3 separate regions of the Zea mays genome follow, and regions 2 and 3 are each linked to region 1. The links are chromatin contacts, called in public Hi-C maps. All regions are on one chromosome and are shown on one strand. Each heading gives the region's core, a stretch centred on a gene start, on an enhancer-like site or on the middle of the called end of the contact. The rest is flanking DNA. Distances are from core to core; before and after follow the strand shown. Region 1 holds the start of LOC103630775 (auxin-like 1 protein). Region 2 holds the start of LOC732730 (absence of first division 1). Region 3 holds the start of LOC103630768 (protein MIZU-KUSSEI 1).

Region 1 (3,312 bases), core at 410-2,909:
ATGCAGACGATGCAGTTCGTCGTCCAGGGCTGCCGCGGACGTGGGTGATTTCGTTTCACTGGGAATGAGGGGCATGGCAATGCCAAGGGAAGCAGAGACCAGCGACCACACTGATGGCTGCCCCTGCCTGGCCGCCCACGTACATCTATCGATCTGCCTGTACATGCCAGAGCCAGCGCGCGTGCTCGGCAGGCTCCCGGCGACCATCCAACACGCCCTGGATCGTCCCTCCTTGCCCGAGCCGTTTCTTTCTTTCTTTCTTTCTTTCTTTCTTTCTTTCTTTCTTTCTTTCTTTCTTTCTTTCTTTCTTTCTTTCTTTCTTTCTTTCTTTCTTTCTTTCTTTCACTGTCAGTGAGTCTGCCATGTCTCGCACGCGCAAGGGCGCAAACAAGGTTCATTAGCGTGCAAGTAACCTCGCGCCCGTCCCGTCTATCTAATGTCGTCCAAACCATGATGAGACGCACGGATTAGTGTCTGTCATTCTCATCCGAGAGCCGAGAGCGTGCTGCTGACAGACAGAACCGTTGGGGGGCTTTTACTCCTATCTGCAGTGCGTCCAAGGACTACGCGCGTGCCTCTCGCTCTCGTCCGTGTCCGAATGTCAGCTACTCAACGACCACGAAACAGACGCCGTGCCTGACTGCGAACAAACCACAAGCACGCGTGCCAGTTCCCCTCGGCTCGCTCGATCGACCGCTCATGGCCATGAATTGGAGCTGCCGTGATCGGGACGTGGGGCATGGCGACGCCGGGAAGGACATCTGCTGGAACAGGGAGCGCGCGGGCGTCGCTGTCCACGCGCCGAGGCTTCAGGCTGAGGCTGAGTCGCTGAGACACTCCGGGTGTCAATGCGTGTGTCCATGGTCGGCCGATGTCTCTGACGGCAGGCACGGCAGCGCCACCGTGTACGCCGTGCAGGTGGAGGAGCACTGTGAGCTCCGTCCACTTCCACGGGCCACGGGGACTTGTCCTGCTCTCGGCGTGAGGACCTCCAAATCACACGTAGGATGAGCCCTTTGGAGGAACTTGAGAGAACACGATCCTGTTTCCAGCAGCTCTCCTAAAACACGATCCAGGAGACAGAAACCAGTTTCCTAGAAATCATGGTGCTTTCAAACTTTCCTTAGTGTGCTAGCAGATTTCATTTGATCAGTAATTTGCTTATCTAGTAGTGGGTTTTCTGCAGGAGCTTGCGACAAAGCCTAGGCACGGTGAAAAAAACACGAAGCCGCCGCCGTCTTTCGTCCAATTCCAATCCAACGGCCAACGCCCGAAGGCTTCGCGCGCCCGCCGTAGCTGGCATCAGGCAGGAAGCGACAGGGATAGGGACCCGCGCCAACGCGGTTCCGCCCGCGTCCTCCTCCCCTGGGACGGCCGGATGGGACGGGACGGAATGGGAGCGAGACAACGCTTTTCCGCGCGGCCGCAACGCAAAAAAACAGCCAACGCCACCGAGGGCCGCAGCCCTTCCACACCGCGGGCCGTGGTGCCCATGCCAATTTGCCATGGTCCCCACACACAAGGACGGGGCGACCCAGGCGCGGCAGTTTTTTTAATGGTAAAACACGGACGGACACCGTCCCAAACACCGCAACTCCCGAGTAAAGCCCTGCCCGCCTGCCTGCTCGCCCCTGTCCCTGCGCTTGGCCTCCGCTTCGCCTCCCACAGTCCCACTCCCCCAACCTCGCTCTCGCCTCCCCTCCCGCTCCCCCCTCCATTCCTCTCCTCCTTCGCCCCCCCAAAACCCTGTGCACAGAGGGTGGACCAGGGTGTAGGGAGCGGGGCGGTGAGAAAGCCCTAGCGCGCTCGCGCGTGGCGCGGCCATGGACGCGGCGCGTAGGGAGAGGAGGCACCACCGGAAGGCAGCGGCGGCGGGAGCGGTGGGCGTTGGTGGCGTGGGAGGAGGAGGAGCGGCGGCGGCGCGGGCGGCGTACGGGGACGTGTTCGGCGGCCCGCCGCGCTTCGCAGCGCCGTTCGGGGCCGCGCCGCTGGACTACGCCGAGGTGTTCGGCGGCGTCGCGGCGACCTGCTCCATCCCGTACCTAGACCTGCCGCCCGCGCCTTCGCTCGCCGCCGCCGAGGGCTTCTTCGCCTGCCGCGGGAAGGGGGACTACGGGGAGATCTTCGGCCGCTTCGACTTCGCCGACTTTGCGCTGCCGTACGAGGACCTCTTCGGCGAGCCGCAGCCGGAGCCCGTTCCCGACGCCGCAGGGGAGACGGACCCGGAGATCGCCTCGTCCAGCGGGAGCTCCACCAGGTCTGCGCTGTGCTGCACGCCCTCCCTCCCGCCCTCTGACCCTCTCCGACAGTCGTCGCCTGCCTCTCTCCCTCTATGTGTGTCAGTGTGTGTGTGTTTCCGGCTGGGTGAACAGCGCGGGCGGCCCTTACTGCTTCCCCGGTCTGCGCGTTCTTCGTTTGCAGACGTTGATTCGGAAAACGGCGATGAGTGGGGTTCACGATTTGCTTCCTCCATTCGGAAATGCGACCGTGTCACGTCCTAGTCTGTTGGTGGGATGATTGGTTAGGTGGGTGAGAGGGGGGATTTGCGGGCTTTTAACATTGCACATCTACCGTTCTTCTCGTTGTAAAGGTGCCTCTTCCGATCCTCCTTTTTACGCCGCTTTGCTCTGCGTCCAGAGTGGTGTTAGCGTCGGAGAAGCTGTTTATGCAGCATTAAGCGTTACTGGGACAGTTTTCCATTTTCTGGTTCGTAAAGGTGTCTCCCTTCTTTGAGAGAGAAAAGCAGAGCCTTTTCTACTCACTCATTATTCGGCTCAGCGTGAAATGGTGTCACCAGGTGGTGCTGGTATTGCCATTTGCCCCCTCCCCCCCTTTGTGCTTCTATGGCATTTGAGGGTCTCTACTAAGGATTCGCTGTTTGCGGGCTTTTGTTTATTTTTTCATGTGAATATATATTGTTCGAATTAAGATTTATGTGTAATGTTGTAATCACATCGTGGAGATCCTCATACGGCGGACATTACAACCACTGTCTATTTCCATGGATTTAAAAAAGTTGAGCATTGAAGAAGAGTTGGATGACTTGATAACAAGTATTCAACATTTGCCGTGGACGAAATTCATAGGATTGGTACGGTTTTCCTTGAGCAAGCTTGGTACAGATAAAATAATCTTTAATGCTTTTTAAAATCAAGCATGATGTTGACTTTGGTGATGGAAGCTCATATATTGTATGTTCTTCTATGGTTAGTGGCACGCACAGAAATGGACATCCCTTGATTTGTGTTTTTCGCCCATGTGAACAGTTTTCCTGTCTCATTCAGTTGTAACCAATCTTCCCTAATAGATTCC
Region 2 (3,312 bases), core at 607-3,106, 340 kb after region 1:
CTCCTAGTCTTCCAAATGTTCTTCAGCATCGTGATGACCGGGAGGAATCGACAATGTAGTTCTCGTCTTGTGATTTGAACACAGTGATCAAACTCATCATCGATCATTATACTACCTCGAATGAAATTATTTAGAGCCATGCATGCGTGTAACACCCCACCTACTTTCGGTGGTAATTACTTTTGTTAGCACTATAAGACCATAGACCATTCTACAGACCAACACGAGAATTTTGTGCGTACTTTGTCCTCACTCATACGCACCAGAGAATACTTTTCGATCGATCACTCATCCTAAGGTTGCTTTAGGCCAAACACGTTTAACCTAAAGGTTCTTTCGCAGCAGGCTTCCGAAAAAAAGATACACCTTGTTGATATGGATATTCTATTAATTTTATTAAGTCTTAGCGAGGATGTCACAATCCAACCAGGCTAGGATATCACAATCCTCCCTCTTAGAAGACCGACGTCCTCATCGGTCAACCCCAAGCCAAAAACCTCCCTCTTACCCGTGACTGTATGTCTAGTGTCGTCATATTCCATGCCATTTGACCACTCTGAGCCTACATACGTCGTGCAACATATACCCAAAACCCTAGCCTACACACGTCCGTGAAACCACGAGGGTCGTCTCTGATACCATTTGTAACATCTCATCCACTGTCGGACCAGTGATACTTACTCCTGACAACCCTCTAGAACCATAAACCATCCTTACAAACCAACACGAGTCTTTTGTGCGCACTTTATCCTCACTCATACGAACTAGGGAGGATTTGTCGGTCGGGCACACATCCTAAGATTGCTCTAGACCAAGCACACTTAACCTAGATGGTTCTTTTAAGACATACTTCATAATGTAGTTATTTGTTTTGATTTATTTCTATTATTCCAACAAATTATGTAACATTTACATCCTTGCAGTGACCATAACTATAGATGCAATACAATGAACTATGGAGTTCAATGTATCTATAGGTGTTGTTCTGCTAGTGCTAAACTCTAGGGAGGTTGCGCTGTGTCCAATGTCGCTGGCCATGTCGCGTGACGTGCCTCGCGACAGGCTACTGGTAGTTCTGCGCCGAACATTGGTTGATCCACGCCTAAGACCACGCACTAAGCCGGTCTATCCGTGTTCAACATCGTAGTTCTGCACCTCTGGGATACACAACCGCCTTGTCCAACGCCATGCCCCAAGCCACCGCATACGTCGGGGCTATCAGTGTCTCCTTTCTCAGCGTGCTAACATGATACATGTTACAATCGAAGACGAGCTCGCATCGTGGCAACAAATTTTGGTGCTCCAAAGCTTTGGAAAGGTTATCCTCAACATTGTTGGGATCCATGGCGGTCTAGAATCAACCATATGAAACACTAGCGGCTAGGGTTCGGAGGAGATCATTAGGGAGGAGAAGGAGAGGTCAAGTCTAAGTTGGGCTAGGTGAGAACGATCATGGGTAGATGGATGGCAGTACCGGGTAATTTTCATCAACTTACGATTAATAGTGGGTCTTTTATTAAAAATAAGCTGATATAAGCATCTTTTGAGAAGCTTATAGGGTTATCATAATCTCAAGTACTAGATTATATAATTTTATCACATAAGTTGCTTCATACTTAGTTTGTCTATCACTAGCTTATTTACATAGAATTTAGATTATATAATACCAAACCCTAAATGACCTGAACCAAAGATACCCAGATTGCTTCACATCATTTGTGTGGCACTGTGGCTACATGAGGACGTGGGAATGGGCGAATGGCGCGGAACGACCCCCGATAGGTTTCCGATATTGCCCTCCCCACGCGCACGATTTAACCGATCCGCCCCCGTTTCTTTCTTTTTCTCCACGAGAACGAGATTACGAGACAAGAGACAAGTAGACAACCCAGCTCTCCAGCGGTCCAGCGGTCCAGCCTCTCCTAGCCGAGGCCAAAACCCCCATACCAACACACACTTCGCTTCTCGCTGCCTCCGCGGCGGCGCGCCGCTCCGCTCCGAGCCCTCTTCCTCCTCCTCCTCTGCCCGTTCGGTCGAGAATGTTCTACTCGCATCAGCTTCTCGCGCGGAAGGCGCCGCTCGGCCAGATATGGCGCGTCTGCTCCCTTGATCGCACCTCCTATGCCTCTCGTTGCGGGCTCTAATCGCGCTCGTTTCCCTTCCTTGTTCCTTGCAATGCGTTTGGTTCTATGCCTTATCCTGGCATCGACCCACAGTGATGGCCACGCTCGCGCCGATTTGGCGGTCACTAACTGCGTTTGCATTGTGGTTTCAGGATGGCGGCGACGCTCCACTCGAAGATCAACCGCAAACGGCTCGACAAGCTCGACATCATCAAAATCTGGTGGGGAAACTGGTCCCAGGGATTCGAGTTCCGCACGGTTTTGACTGCTATTTTTGTGTTTTTTTTATTTGTTTTTGCTGACTTTTGTTTGTGTGTTTCACTTTTAGTGAGGAAATTTTGAACCCCTCGGTGCCCATGGCTCTGAGGCTCTCTGGAATCCTCATGGGTGAGTTCGATTTTGCTTGCGCCACCCAAAACTGTTCCTCCCATTTTTTGGATAGTTTTTTTTTACGTTCCAATTTCCATGGTCGAAAATTCGAAATGCGTGAGCAGGTGGCGTGGTGATCGTGTACGAGAGGAAGGTGAAGCTTCTCTACAGTAAGTTTCTTCCTCCCTACATCCTACTTGATGTTGATTTTGTTTGAATTCCCAGTGTTTCATCATCCCAATTCTAAAATCGATCATGTGTTCTCTTTCTCGCAGCTGATGTCTCTCGGCTTCTGGTAAGAACTAGTTCAGGATCTGCCCGAGTGTTTTCTGTGTCCTGGTCAGTCGATTTGAATATCCTTGCGAATTCAGTTCGAGTTATACCACTAACTTCTCGTGCAGACTGAGATCAACGAGGCATGGCGGATCAAACCGGTCACAGACCCCACCGTCCTCCCCAAGGGTAAAACTCAAGCCAAGTAAGTGTGCTACCGGTCTCCTCCCTTTCTAAGCGTTTATAGATGTTACATGCTGGGGTTGAGGGGGTTCGGTTTGAGTAAGGTTGCACTGCATTCATGCTGTTGATGTTGTTATTGATGAGACTTGGTGTTTGCTTCTTAGCTTTCTTAAAACAGAGATTGTTGTGTGTGCGTTTAGGCTGTGATGTGTTCATCTGGTTGTTTGGATTGGCGAATGTTGTGATCTGGCTGAGATGTTCATGGAAGTTCTTAGGAGATAGATATGTGTTAGTTTGCTTGAACTGAATTGGTATCTGGTGCAATTTGTGTGCCGTGGGAAACGAAAATGGGATTCACAGCTAC
Region 3 (3,312 bases), core at 514-3,013, 260 kb before region 1:
ATCTCTGCTGCCAGTGACATGACTAGTACTCTGCACATGTGAATGAGAATGTTGGTGGTTGATGATGATGCACTGATGAAACATAATGCCGAGATTAGAAAACTCATACCAAGATGATCATATTGTTCAGGTTCCGAACAAACGTGGACTTGATCACCTGATCTTTATACTGCCTCCGTTTCTTTTTATTTGTCGCTGGATAGTGTAATTTTGCACTATCCAGCGACAAATAAAAAGAAACGGAGGGAGTACTAGGTTTGTCCTGCCTAATTCATGTATTGCCTAATTCATGTATGTATGCCGGAGATAGGCGAGTAGAAGTACTAGATATAAGCATAATGCCACCATCTGTCAGGGTATAAACAAAGTCTCTAAATGGCGTCTGCAGGCTTACTGTTTGAACAGTATACCTTTAAGCACGTCTTAGGACGTGTTTGTCATGATTACAGAGCAAAACTGAGCTGATCAAAGCATGTCAAACACTCTAACTACATAGTTGTAAACTTTATAGAGTTTTTAGAACTAGAGCACAAATTTTTGGAGTACCTCTTTTGTTGCTCTAATAACTCTAAAAAACAACATATATATACAGTTTAGAGTTATTTACCTGTCACTGTCACATATTATGAGAAATTAATCTAAACTCTGTCATCTTTTTATCATTTAGATATTGAAGGAGATGGGCATGCAGATGCGGTGCCGCTTTGCTTAACTGTACCGAACCGAAGTTCATAGAGCCACAGGCTCAGCTGCTCTTCTCCTAGCGAGCACAATAAAAACTGTAAACAGCGCACATGGAAACACTATGTTTGCCAATACATCTTGACTTGAGAACAACACAGTAAAACCGTGCGAGAACATTTCTCCACTGTCAAGAGAGAGAGAAAAAGAGAGAAGGAACGAACATTTGTTGGTAAGCCTGCCTGTCAAGGCATCAGTTTCCAGAGTTTTGGTCGTTTCGTTTCACAGCAGACCGTTTTGTTTCATCTATGTGGCTCTGTTAGAGCGTTTTCTTTAACTGAAATCTTTCTCAAGATCTACGAGCTGGAACACGCTACTGTAACATGCGATTCCTACTCCTTTTCCATTCTTCGTGTAATGCTGCTACTACTACTACGGTGTGCAACTTTCTTTCTTTCTTTTTCATTAGAACCGGGAATGAGTTGAGTGAGCGAGCGGGTGAGAACGTGACAGACTGAGGACGGCTGCGGCAGATTGCAGGAGCAGAACAGAAAGACGACGGGGAGAGTAGGCCGTTGCTGTTTTTTTCCCGCTGCCAAAAGCTGCCTGGGGATCGGCGGCACCAGCACCACGCGAGCGCGGGTCCCAAACCCAAAGACGCGGCTGGCCCGGCAAAATTCCAAAGCGAAAGCTGCTGGCCTGCTGCTGCTCTCGCTTGCTTTGCTTTGACCGGGCCATAGGCCAGCCACACCGCCACAGCCCACACAAGCCACAGGTGGAAGGCCGGCCACCCACTGCCACTGCCACTGCCAGCCAGGGGACCGACGGCGACGGTGCGTGGCGGCAAGGGACCAGCCGCGTCGGAAGAGCCAGCGCCGGCGCAGGCCGCCGTCCAGGTGGCGACGTGACACGCCGTACGAGCTGCCAGCCTCACCGTCCTAGTACGTCAGCACTCTGTAGCTGTGATTGGTACTGTTGCTAGTGCTGCACGACAGCACGAGACCAGACCACGACGCCGTGCCCGTGCTGTGCGACGCGATCGGCGGGGAGGAGGGCCAGAGACGACACGGGCCGCGGCCTAGCTCCGTCCGTCGCGGCGTCGCCGCCCTAGTCTAGGCCCGGTTTGTTTCAGCTTTGCAGAAGCTGCTACGGACCCTGGCCGCTGTTTCTAATGTCCGCTGGATGATGACCCTGGCCGGCGGCCGCCTTGCCTTCTTCAATCCAGCCCTGGCCCCCGGTCTTTAATTTCGCGTCTGCTGCATCTTGCATGGTTTCGTGTTGTGTAGGACATAAGTATCACGTTAGCTGTTTACAGTACACCAACAGTCCTTGTCCTTCCACTCATCAATGACGATCGATCGAACGGCCCAAATTTAGCCGTGTACATGATACATCCCAATCTGCGTCCGCCGCGACAGATCATTGTACACACACAAATTATACCTAGAAATTCATCTCTACTAAAATCAAATCAACGGGTAAGTACACCTGCGTATAAATACTGGTGATGAGCATGACATGTGTCATCAACCGACCGTTTTGACTCTCTAGCACCGTGTACACGTATTTACAATTAGGTGAGGAAATAACCTATCATGGTAGAAGTGCAGATGTGACGTGATGCAGCCAGCCATACGGCCAGCAGAATCCTTTGGGCCGGAGAATTTCCTTTCCTCGCATAGGGGTGTTTGGTTGCTCCTGCTAAAGTTTAGCCCGGGTCACATCAAGCGTTTGACTTTTAAATAGGAGTATGAAATATAGACCCAACCAACTGGACTAGATTTGTCTCGTCTTTTAATCTTCGGCTGACAAATTAGTTTTATAATCCGACTACATTTAATACCCGGAACGGAGGTTCAAACATTCGATGGGACATGGGCTAAATTTTAGCGGGGTGTAACCAAACACCCCCATAGTCGCATCGCATGCCGATACGGCTGCCGGCACAGCACGGCCGCCCCAACCAATGCCGGCCACCTAACATGCAGCACGGTGGGAATTCTGGAAGGACGGTGACAGCTGACAGGCAGAATGAGGAGGCACAACAAGACCAAACATGGTCTCACTGCGATGGGTACTGGAGGGTGCCACGGAGCTACAGAACGGCAGGCCCATGCCGTCCGGCGACACCGACACGACATGGCATGGAGGCGGCCGGCAGTCGGCAGGCGAAGACAGTGCTAAGCACGAAATAGGGTATGGGTCGCAGAGGTTTCTTGCATCAGTCACCACGGCTCCACCTAAAACCTTGGATGCAGATCAAGATCTTGTTGGACACCGCCATGTCCAAGAGCACGGAGGGAGGACGACAAGTCATGGAGAATTTTGACACGCTCTTCGCCAGAGTCAATGTCATTGGATTGATTCAAGAGGAGCTGAAAACCCAAATGGATCGGAACAACCTTAAGGCCTTGTTCGTTTACATCGGATTGCACCCGGAATCGTTCCAGCTAATCAAAGTTTATATAAATTAGAGAAGCAATCCGGCTAGGAATCGTTCCGACCCATCAATCCGACACAAACGAACAAGGCTTAAGATGGACAAATGTTGAGCGAAACAACAGTTCATCTCCAAACAAGTTCAGTCCAATGGCCAAGCTGTCTCCCATCTGACATTGCGCAACTTTAAAG

The links. Hi-C and Micro-C count contacts between places; a contact is called where the count stands out from the background.
Region 2: a Hi-C map of bundle sheath shows a contact between it and region 1, with 1.8 times the contacts expected there. The contact joins the promoter of LOC732730 here to the promoter of LOC103630775 in region 1. A contact is called at or near these places in 2 of 25 Hi-C or Micro-C datasets (bundle sheath and tassel).
Region 3: a contact with region 1 is called in a Hi-C map of tassel, with 3 times the contacts expected there. The contact joins the promoter of LOC103630768 here to the promoter of LOC103630775 in region 1. A contact is called at or near these places in 3 of 25 Hi-C or Micro-C datasets (bundle sheath, leaf and tassel).

Annotation. Positions count from the first base shown.
Region 1 is chr6:177,722,589-177,725,900 of Zm-B73-REFERENCE-NAM-5.0, forward strand. LOC103630775 (auxin-like 1 protein) reads left to right here and starts at 1,660. Exons shown (of 8, transcript XM_008651838.3): 1 at 1,660-2,257. The coding sequence starts at 1,824.
Region 2 is chr6:178,058,356-178,061,667 of Zm-B73-REFERENCE-NAM-5.0, forward strand. It overlaps LOC732730 (absence of first division 1), which reads left to right and starts at 1,857. Exons shown (of 20, transcript NM_001112359.2): 1 at 1,857-2,092; 2 at 2,276-2,344; 3 at 2,452-2,510; 4 at 2,618-2,662; 5 at 2,768-2,787; 6 at 2,894-2,970. The coding sequence starts at 2,040.
Region 3 is chr6:177,459,436-177,462,747 of Zm-B73-REFERENCE-NAM-5.0, forward strand. LOC103630768 (protein MIZU-KUSSEI 1) reads right to left here and starts at 1,764. Exons shown (of 1, transcript XM_008651832.4): 1 at 1-1,764.